Linked DNA regions of Mus musculus: all the other regions are linked to region 2. A link is a contact called in public HiChIP or PLAC-seq data. All regions are on one chromosome and are shown on one strand. The core of a region is the stretch at or near the end of the contact, and the rest is flanking DNA. Distances in the headings are between cores, read along the strand shown.

Region 1 (2,700 bases), core at 191-2,690, 150 kb before region 2:
ACTGTCATCACTGGCACCTGAGAGCAGAGGCTCCCAGCTTGCTTGAGCATCCCTCTAACCATGATCTTCCACAGGAAGTGGAGTCCTTAGGGTGGGTGGGAAGGTGTGGGGGGCGGATACCAACCCCTGTTCTGTCAGCTCCCCACACAAACTCCCTCTTCTTTGAAAAGCTGAGCTGAGGACTTTATAATCCTGTGTGACTTTGTGTGTGTGTGTGTGTGTGTGTGTGTGTGTGTGTGTGTGTGCGCGCGCGCGCGTGGTGGTATTGGGTGGACTGGTTGTTTTTAAAGCCCCTTCCAGATGACCTTTAACCTCTGCTGGGGAAATAGGCCTAGCTAGCTGTCCTGAGAGATCCTCCACCCCAAACTGGTGGGCGTGGTTGTGCAGATATCTCCACCCCACAAACCCTCTGAAGACTTGTCTTAGTTTGAAGGTCCTAGACTAAGTTTGGCTTAGTGGCTCGGCCTCTCCACAGCCTCAGTTTCCCCCAGCAGCAAAGGCACCAGCTTCTGAGGGTAGGCTGGTATGGAGTGCAAGGGAAGCCAGCTTTCCCCAAGTCACACATCCTCAAGATTGTAAGTGGATCTGGTTCAAAGAGGGTCTCCCCTGAAGGAGGGACTTTTGAAACAACAGCAGGTCACCTCTCACCACACCACTGGACTGTGGTTTCTGTGATTGTGGCTCCCACTGTGAACAATCCAGTCCTCCAGTGCCCACAGCTGAGATCCTGCAGCTAGGGGGTTCCTTTAGCTGCTCTGGTCCACAGCCACAGTCTCGCAAACCCTGTGTCCCCACAGCCCAGGGATCCCACAGCCAGGGTTCAACAGTCCACTAGTCCTGCAGTCCATGGTCTCTGTAGCTGGGATCTTGGAGCTAGCTCTCTCTCTCTCTCTCTCTCTCTCTCTCTCTCTGTGTGTGTGTGTGTGTGTGTTGTCCCATTATCCGCCGATCCCACAGTCACAGTCGCACAAGCCAAAGACTCCACCAACTAAAAGTTCCAGAGCTAGTGGATCCTGCAGCCAGTGAACTCCTCAGCCCGAGTTACTTAAGGAAGGGATCCCTGGACCCGGAGTGCTGTAGTCCGAGTCCCGCCGCCCCTGCCCGGTTCCCACGCCGCACACTCACCGTCCTGCGGCGCCGCCTCGCTGCCGCTGCTGCCCCCGGACGGTTCGCGCGCCGCTCCCTCCCGCGCCTCGGCGGGCCCCGAAACGGGCCCCGCAGCCCTGCGCCCAGCAGCCGCCACCTCCTCCAGGTCCAGGAGGTGGCTCACCGAGAAGTTCTTGCGCGCCTGGGCGCAATCGCCGGGTGCGGGCGGGGGCCCCGGGCCGGGCGCTGGCGGGTCTAGGGCGAAGGCGGCGGCCGCGCTGTCCATGCCCTGGCCGCGCCTCTGCCGGCCGCCGCCGCCTCCCGCTGCTCACTGTGCCGGATCTCAAGTCAGTCGGTCGGGGACCCGAACTTTCTGCCCTCCCCTACGGGCGGACCGCTCACTAGCCAGCGGCCCGGGCCACACGCCCCTTGTCGGGGCGGACCTCGCCCCTGGCTCCCCTCCCCGCGTCCTGCGCCGTCCGGCGGGAGGCGGGGCCAGGCCGGGGTCCTCGGACTCCCAGAAGCAGTTTAGGGGGTGCCCAAATCCCGTGGGGAGGGGTCTTTAAATATCTCAACCAGAGTCTCTGGAGGTGATGGGTGGGGAATCCGCCTCTGTTTGTTGCATATTGGGGGTGGGGCACCCCAAGAAAGTTGACAGATCCTGTCCCCTCCAGTCCACTCCTTCTTAGACAGGGTCTCATATATTGCAGATTAGCCTCGAATTTGCTACGGAGCCAGGAGCGGCCTTGAACGCTTCCCAGATTGTCCCTCATTGTTCCCACACTGATGGAAAGAAGGAGAAGTTTTCGAGGACCACCCCGCTCCCTCCATGCCGAAAGGAAGGTTCGGGCATGGAGGCTGGGCCTTTTCTCTCATGTTGCAGTGGGTGACACTTATGCGCCTGTCCCCAGAATAGGTTCTCCTAAGGACCAACCAAGTAGGAAGGGGCGAGCTTCTGGGGTGCACAAGGAAGAGACTCAGCAAGGATCATAGATGAATGACAGCGGAGGGAAAGACAAACCAGGTCTATCTTTTATGTAACTTTTTCAAGAAAGACCAGAGAACCAGCGGGTGAGAAGAACGGAGACTCTTCAGGGCTCCAAATACCCCAAGTCTTACCCCAAAACTATTTTCACTCCCCTTGCTACTGCCAGAAAGACATGAAGTCATAGCACCAAAGAGAACACAAGGAGGTCTTCAGGGTGTCAGAGGCGGGCAGCAGGAAACCGTCTCGAGACCCACCCTGGAGACTCTGACCCACCCCGGGGTACCCTGAGTCTCTGCCAAGGACACAGGGATATTGCAAAGGGTCTGAGAAACGATCTAGCTCCTGTTCCCTTGCAGGACAGACCAGGAAAAGCTAAAGCTCATTTTAGTGCTCAGAGAACGACTGAAGTTGGCCTGTCCAAGCTCTTGTTTACTGCGCAAAGTGAGGTCCAGAGCCTATATACGTTGCATTAGGGTCTGGGGAGCGCTGTGGCCACAGTGGTATCCTTCATCTCATGTAGTCACCATTCAGAGCACGATGAGCAGAGATGTCCTACATCAATGCTCGGGCTCCAGCCTCCTGTGTTAATATCAAGACTGTGCTTGGACCTTGAGCAAGTATCTGAG
Region 2 (2,700 bases), core at 41-2,540:
AGGCAAACCATACTCAAGGGTGCTAGAGTCATACAGGGGCCACAGGATATCCTGCAATGTTCCCCTCACTGATCCCACCCTGGCCACTGGACCTTTGCACGTGCTAGGGCCTCTCTTCCCTGTGTGACTGTACAAGTAGGGACCTGTGCGGCTGGAACCTCTATTTTCCTTTGTTCACCCAGGAAGCAATCAGCCTGGCCCAGTGGGATTCCCGAGCCCCTCTGTAGTCCTTCTCAGGCCCCCAGCACCCTCAGAACTGCACTCTGCTTTCATAGATCAGGTAGCATTTTCTAGAGTGTTGGAGAAATCTGAGCAAGCAGGCTATGCTCTCTCATGCTCCGCAGCTTCTGGAGTGGTGGGCACACCTTGGGCTGCTTCCGGGATTTGTGTTGTATCAATAGTGGCGCCCTGAGCATCCATGACCCTTCTTTGTACGGACATTGGTTTTCCTATCTCTGACACACTTACCTAGGAGTGGAATGATTGGGGTAAATAACTGTGTATTCTAATTTTTAGGTGTGATGCTGGATTTGAACCCAGGGCTCCCTCTAATTCTAGGCAAATGCTCTACCTCTGACAATACACCTCCCAGCCATAGTTTAACATTTGAAAAAGATGTCAACCGGTTCCTAAAGTGGCCTGGTCACTTCCCCAGGCTGTGTGTGTGTGTGTGTGTGTGTGTGTGTATGTGGTGGAGGTGGAGGTGACAGGCTGGGGATTGGATCCTCTTCCCTTCCTGTCAAGGCTGGACCCCTGCTAACCCAGTCTCTTCTAACCTTGCTCATCTGGCTGCTAGCTGGAGAGGAGCCAAGGACAGCAGGGGTCTGGCTTTCTCCAGCAATCCAGCCGAGTCTTCTAGGCTCTCAGGGCTTAGAGAGAGGTTCAGGCTCGCTCACGGTGGGTCTTTAAGCCAGCCCCTGTGCACCTGTCTCCTGCTGGGTCTCCCTGGTAATAACAAAGGCTGAGGGGGATGGACAGGGTGTTGGGGTCTCCTTGGACACCTGGCTAAAGCTGGTGTGGGGTGGGTGGGCGCACGCAGGGGGAGGCAGCTGCTCTCACGCGGCTGGGAGAGAAGAAAGGAGGCGCTGGCAGAACCCAGGCGGAGGGCGGATACCTACACCGAGCCGGGGGAACCGAGACTAGGAGCAGAAACTCTCTCCTAGCAGTCCCGGGAGGGGCGCGGGCTCCTCATTAAAACCGCAACCCGGAGCCGGGCCGCAGCGCGCAGAACCGGGCTGCAGGCGGCCTCCCGCGCACCGGGGCCCGCGCCGGCTCCAGCCGCCCGCGGCCGACCTCGCGCGTCCTCAAAGCCAGCCTGTCCCACTTCCCCCGCCGGTTGCTACAGCAACTGAGCTCTGAGTAATCAGCTGCACCGTGACCTTTCTTCCCCGGGAGAGAGAGAGAGAGGGAGGGAGGGAGGGAGAGAAAGAGAGAAAGAGGGAGGGAGGGGAGGAGGGAGTTGGAGGGAGGATGGAGAGAGGGAGAGGAGGGATGAGAGAAAATGGAGGGGGGAGGGATGAGAGAGGATGGAGGGAGGATGGAGAGAAGGAGAGGGAGGAGGGAGGAGAGGATGGAGGGAGGAGGAAGGATGTTGGAGAGAAGTGGAGAGGAGGGAGGGAGGGAGGCAAGCAAGGAGGGAGGGAGGAGTCGGAGAGGCTGAGCGGCTGGTCAGAGCTGTAAAGACACCGCAGCTGGGGTCTGGGGCCGTGTGGGGAGGGGCTGGCAGCCAGAAGGCAGGAGAGAGGAGGGGAGGGAACTGGCAGCGCCGTGTTGGAGGAGGGGGAGCCGGGAACCGACCTGGACAGATTCCTGCCCCTCCTCATCCTCCCCCAGGGGAGGTGAGGGAGCTGAGAAAGACTGGCAGGACCCCTTTCCTACAGACCTGACCTCCCTCCCATTCCCCAGATAAGACAACCGAGGCGAAGGCACCCGGCCCCTCACTGCAGGGAGCTGACCGAAGGGTTGGGGGTGGAGTCCTAAGAGCTCTCAGCACCCCACTTCCACCTGCCCTCTGGCCTCAGTTTCTCTGGTGGTGGAGTGTGGCTCCCCAGGGCACAGAGCTGGCTGCCTAGCCTCACCCAGGTAGAGAGAACCCGACAGCCTTTCACACCAGATATTGACTTGAATTCTCTGAAGGCAGCTGGAGGGAAGATGTGAAGGCTGGGGCTGAAGCGTTGGAGAAGGGGTGGACAGTCATAGCGGCCACGGAGGTCTGGAGAGCCAGGGACAGGACACAGCCACGACTCTCTCAGACATGGCAGGAAATCTTCCCTGGTCCCCAGAACTCATCTCCACTCCTCCTCGGCATGCTGCCCTGGGGTTGGTGCCAGCACCAGGCCTGTCACCCACAGGCCCTGGGGACCTGCCAGCCGCCTGTTTACCAGACACGCCAGCCCCCAGTCACAGCCGGGCCTCGGAGAAGGGAGTGGGGGAGGGATGACAGATGGCGGAGGTGCCTTTCTAACCAGAGTCGGAGACAGTTGAGGAACAAGAGAAAGCCCTCAACCCCAGAATCCCCCAGTCCCCACTATGTACAGGAACACAGGAACACCCTGGCCAACCTCAGATCAAAATGGCTCCAGACCTAATAGCCTGTCATTTGTACTGACAGCTCAATCACCCTTGTGGCAGCTTCCTGAGGGAAGAGGTCTCCAGCAAGCAGCAGGAGACCCACCATCTGAGTAGAACTTCTGGGGTGCT
Region 3 (2,700 bases), core at 156-2,655, 250 kb after region 2:
ACAGGTCCCCCAGGGCCTAGGATGGTACCTTGAGAAGACCAGCCTCATCATCCATGGCCCCTACAAACCAACCTCCCCCAACCCCAGCCCTCCCAACAGCTGATGACAGCCTCACCCTTCAGCTCCATAGCAGATACCCAGTGGAACACAGCTAGCGGGGAACCCACCAGCCGGCCCTGGAGGCACGGAACTCCTGCTCTTAATGAGGGAACCATTACATCATGGGGAGGAAAGGGGGAGCAATGACAAGAGCAGGGTGTCCTTGTCTCCTCCACATGGGCCTGACCGTGGGAGGAAGCAGGAGCACAGGGATGGGCAGGGCCGGGGACCACGTCCAGGCCCCTCTCTTCTTACTCGGCCACCAGACGGAGGACAGTCAAAAACTGGGCACACTGTGGTCAATTCCCCCAACTCAGGCCCTGCTTAGCACCCATCTCAGTAAACAGCCTCTCATCAAACAGAAAGAACAGAAGGTGGGCGGGAGGGGTGCTGGGTCACAGAGAGCACAGGAACCTGGCCAGGGTGGCTCTGGTAGTTCAGCCTCTCCTAGCCTGATGTGACGGGATGGATGGGCAGCAGGCTCCCGAACTTGAAGTGCTGGATCACAGGGAACTTCTCCAGGCACTGAGAAAGGAGGGGAAAACCAGGGAGGTGAGGCCTGTCTCGCCTCCTGCATCCCCAGTAACCCAGACAAACATGAGGTTTCCAACTGCAGCCACCTCCACGGGAATCCACCTGTGCTGGAGAGCAGCCCCCGGCCTAGGAGGAAGGTGATCTCGTTCACCTCATCCCCACCTCCCACTCAAAGGCACCCATACTCAGCAGAAGCCAAGACAGGCAGCTAAGAGACATCACTTGACCCAGAAGGGATGAGCCATAAGAAATGACAAAGGTCCCCCCACCCCCACCCGAATCCTGACCCTAGCAGTATAGGGACATCTGAACACAACTGAGAAGAGGCTAGGGCCTACTTTCTGTAGTCTTTGGCCTCAAAGACATCTTGACTCTTCAGAGTGAGACAACAGGAGTGGGCTGACACTCCTGCCCTACCTTGGCAGCAGCCTCTATGGAGCTCGTGGCTCGTGGCTCCCTGAGCCCAGGCCCACAGGCTCTAGCTTTGCCTGTTACTGGCTTGCTCTGTCTCCCAGGCAGTAGCTCCAGGCAGAATGTGAGGCTGGCCTGGCCTCCTCCTAAACAAGCCGGGGGTGTAGGCTATTGAGGTGACCTGTAGGCTATTGAGGTGAGAGCCTAGCTCTAGCTGTGTCAAAGGACGAACCTGGTGGCTCACCTTCCCTTACCCCAGACAGCAGCTTCAGAAGTGGGAGGGGCACACAGAGGAGCAAGTAGACCACAGAGACTGAGCTCTAGCTTAGAGCTAGGCCTCAGCAAAGCAAGCATGAAGAAGGAGGTGCAGTCTGTCCTGGGGGAGGGAGGAGCAGCATGTCCAGGCCTGAGGCAAGGCAGCTGCCACAGTGCTTATGTCATCAGGAAGCGGTGGGAGTTTGGAAGGCCCCCCCACCCCCCTGAATTCCAGAAAGGGTCAAAGGTCAACCTGCTTTAGGCTCTCCCAGAAGAAAAGCCAGAAAGGCAAGTGGGGGAAGGGCCCACAGGGCCAGCAGGAGCAAAGTTGGTAAGAAGCTGCTGGGGGGGGCGTGTGGGGTGGAGGAAGTCCAAGGCCCCAGGGCAGCTGAAGCACCTAAGGGGGCTTTGCTCCCAGCAATTCTGCCCAGCAACTGAACCTGGGCTTTAGAAACGTGGCACCTCCTGGCCCAGCAGAGTCCAGGCTGGGTAGTTGGAGAAAATAAGTCCAGATACGGTGATAGCCTTCCTTATAGAAATAGCCCCATCATACAAGGCCCAGAAAGCCCCTGATACTTCTCTTCAAAAAATCAGGTCAGGGAACTTGACAGCTAATTGCATATCCTGAGGCTGCTTAATGCCAGGCCTGAGCAGACCCCTATTGGCAGCTCAGGGGTCTTCCCAGCGGATGGAGCACTGGGCCTCTCCTGGGCCCTATTCCCAGGGACTAGAGCTTAAGAGCACCAGTATGAACTGGGTATACCACCTAGAGGTGGTGGCGCACGCCTTTAATCCCAGCACTCCGGAGGCAGAAGCAGGTAGATTTCTGAGTTCGAGGACAGCCTGGTCTACAAAGTGAGTTCCAGGACAGCCAGGGTTATACAGAGAAACCCTGTCTCCAAAAACAAAACAAAAAAGAACTAGGTGCTACAAAGCCTCATGCTCATGCCTGTCAACAAGTTGCAGAATTACCCTACAAATCCATCCTGGCAAGGGGAGGGTCAGCTCCCACTTACTGCATACACCCAGTGAGATGCACCTGTCCAGTCTTTAGTCACACAACACATCCTGTCAGTCAATAACTGCAGGGACACCTAGCATTTAGGACTTAAGGTTTAGGTGGTGGCTTCCAAGGCCTGTGTGTTGTAACACCACCATCTTGTACCTTATCTGCTCCTCCCTCAGCCTGCAGAGCTTCTGCCTCTGAAAGGGGGACAGGGTCAGGGGTGGGTGGGGGGCAGGGTAGCTGGCCTTCCTCTTAGAAGGCTGAATCAATCCAGGTTTGGAGACATGGGGTGACATATACCTCCATGCTGACATTCCAGCAGCAGGACAGTCTTCCCTGTGTTTCCTGCTAGAAACCAGAAGTAAGGCCGAGGAGACAGGACCAAGGGAACGCCG

Evidence for each region. HiChIP or PLAC-seq counts read pairs in DNA pulled down with a chosen protein or histone mark.
Region 1: an HNF4G HiChIP or PLAC-seq map of pancreatic cancer cells shows a contact between it and region 2. The contact joins the promoter of Prrx2 here to the enhancer-like site in region 2. A contact is called at or near these places in 3 of 115 datasets of contacts at active chromatin or transcription factors (embryonic stem cells, microglia and pancreatic cancer cells) and 2 of 9 other capture datasets (adipose tissue and pancreatic islet).
Region 3: a contact with region 2 is called in an HNF4G HiChIP or PLAC-seq map of pancreatic cancer cells. The contact joins two enhancer-like sites. A contact is called at or near these places in 1 of 39 promoter capture datasets (embryonic stem cells), 13 of 484 Hi-C or Micro-C datasets (the C2C12 cell line, the HL-1 cell line, MC3T3-E1-derived osteoblasts and 9 more), 25 of 115 datasets of contacts at active chromatin or transcription factors (the HPC-7 cell line, acute myeloid leukemia, bone marrow-derived macrophages and 20 more) and 3 of 9 other capture datasets (adipose tissue, embryonic stem cells and liver).

What each region holds. Positions count from the first base shown.
Region 1 is chr2:30,844,107-30,846,806 of GRCm38.p6, reverse strand. Prrx2 (paired related homeobox 2) reads right to left here and starts at 1,440. Exons shown (of 4, transcript NM_009116.2): 1 at 1,126-1,440. The coding sequence starts at 1,372.
Region 2 is chr2:30,692,026-30,694,725 of GRCm38.p6, reverse strand. No RefSeq gene overlaps it. Among named protein-coding and RNA genes, the nearest start is that of Gm14486, 15 kb to the right of the region's middle. Within about 2 kb of position 1,290, at least 344 of the 459 cell types and tissues checked have an H3K27ac peak or open chromatin away from gene starts, as enhancers often do. A contact at or near this core is called in the C2C12 cell line, the HL-1 cell line, adipose tissue and 14 more, where this site is marked.
Region 3 is chr2:30,444,301-30,447,000 of GRCm38.p6, reverse strand. It overlaps Ptpa (protein phosphatase 2 protein activator), which reads right to left. Exons shown (of 10, transcript NM_138748.5): 10 at 1-624. The coding sequence ends at 547. Among named protein-coding and RNA genes, the nearest start is that of Ier5l, 29 kb to the left of the region's middle. Within about 2 kb of position 1,405, at least 133 of the 459 cell types and tissues checked have an H3K27ac peak or open chromatin away from gene starts, as enhancers often do. A contact at or near this core is called in the C2C12 cell line, the HL-1 cell line, adipose tissue and 12 more, where this site is marked.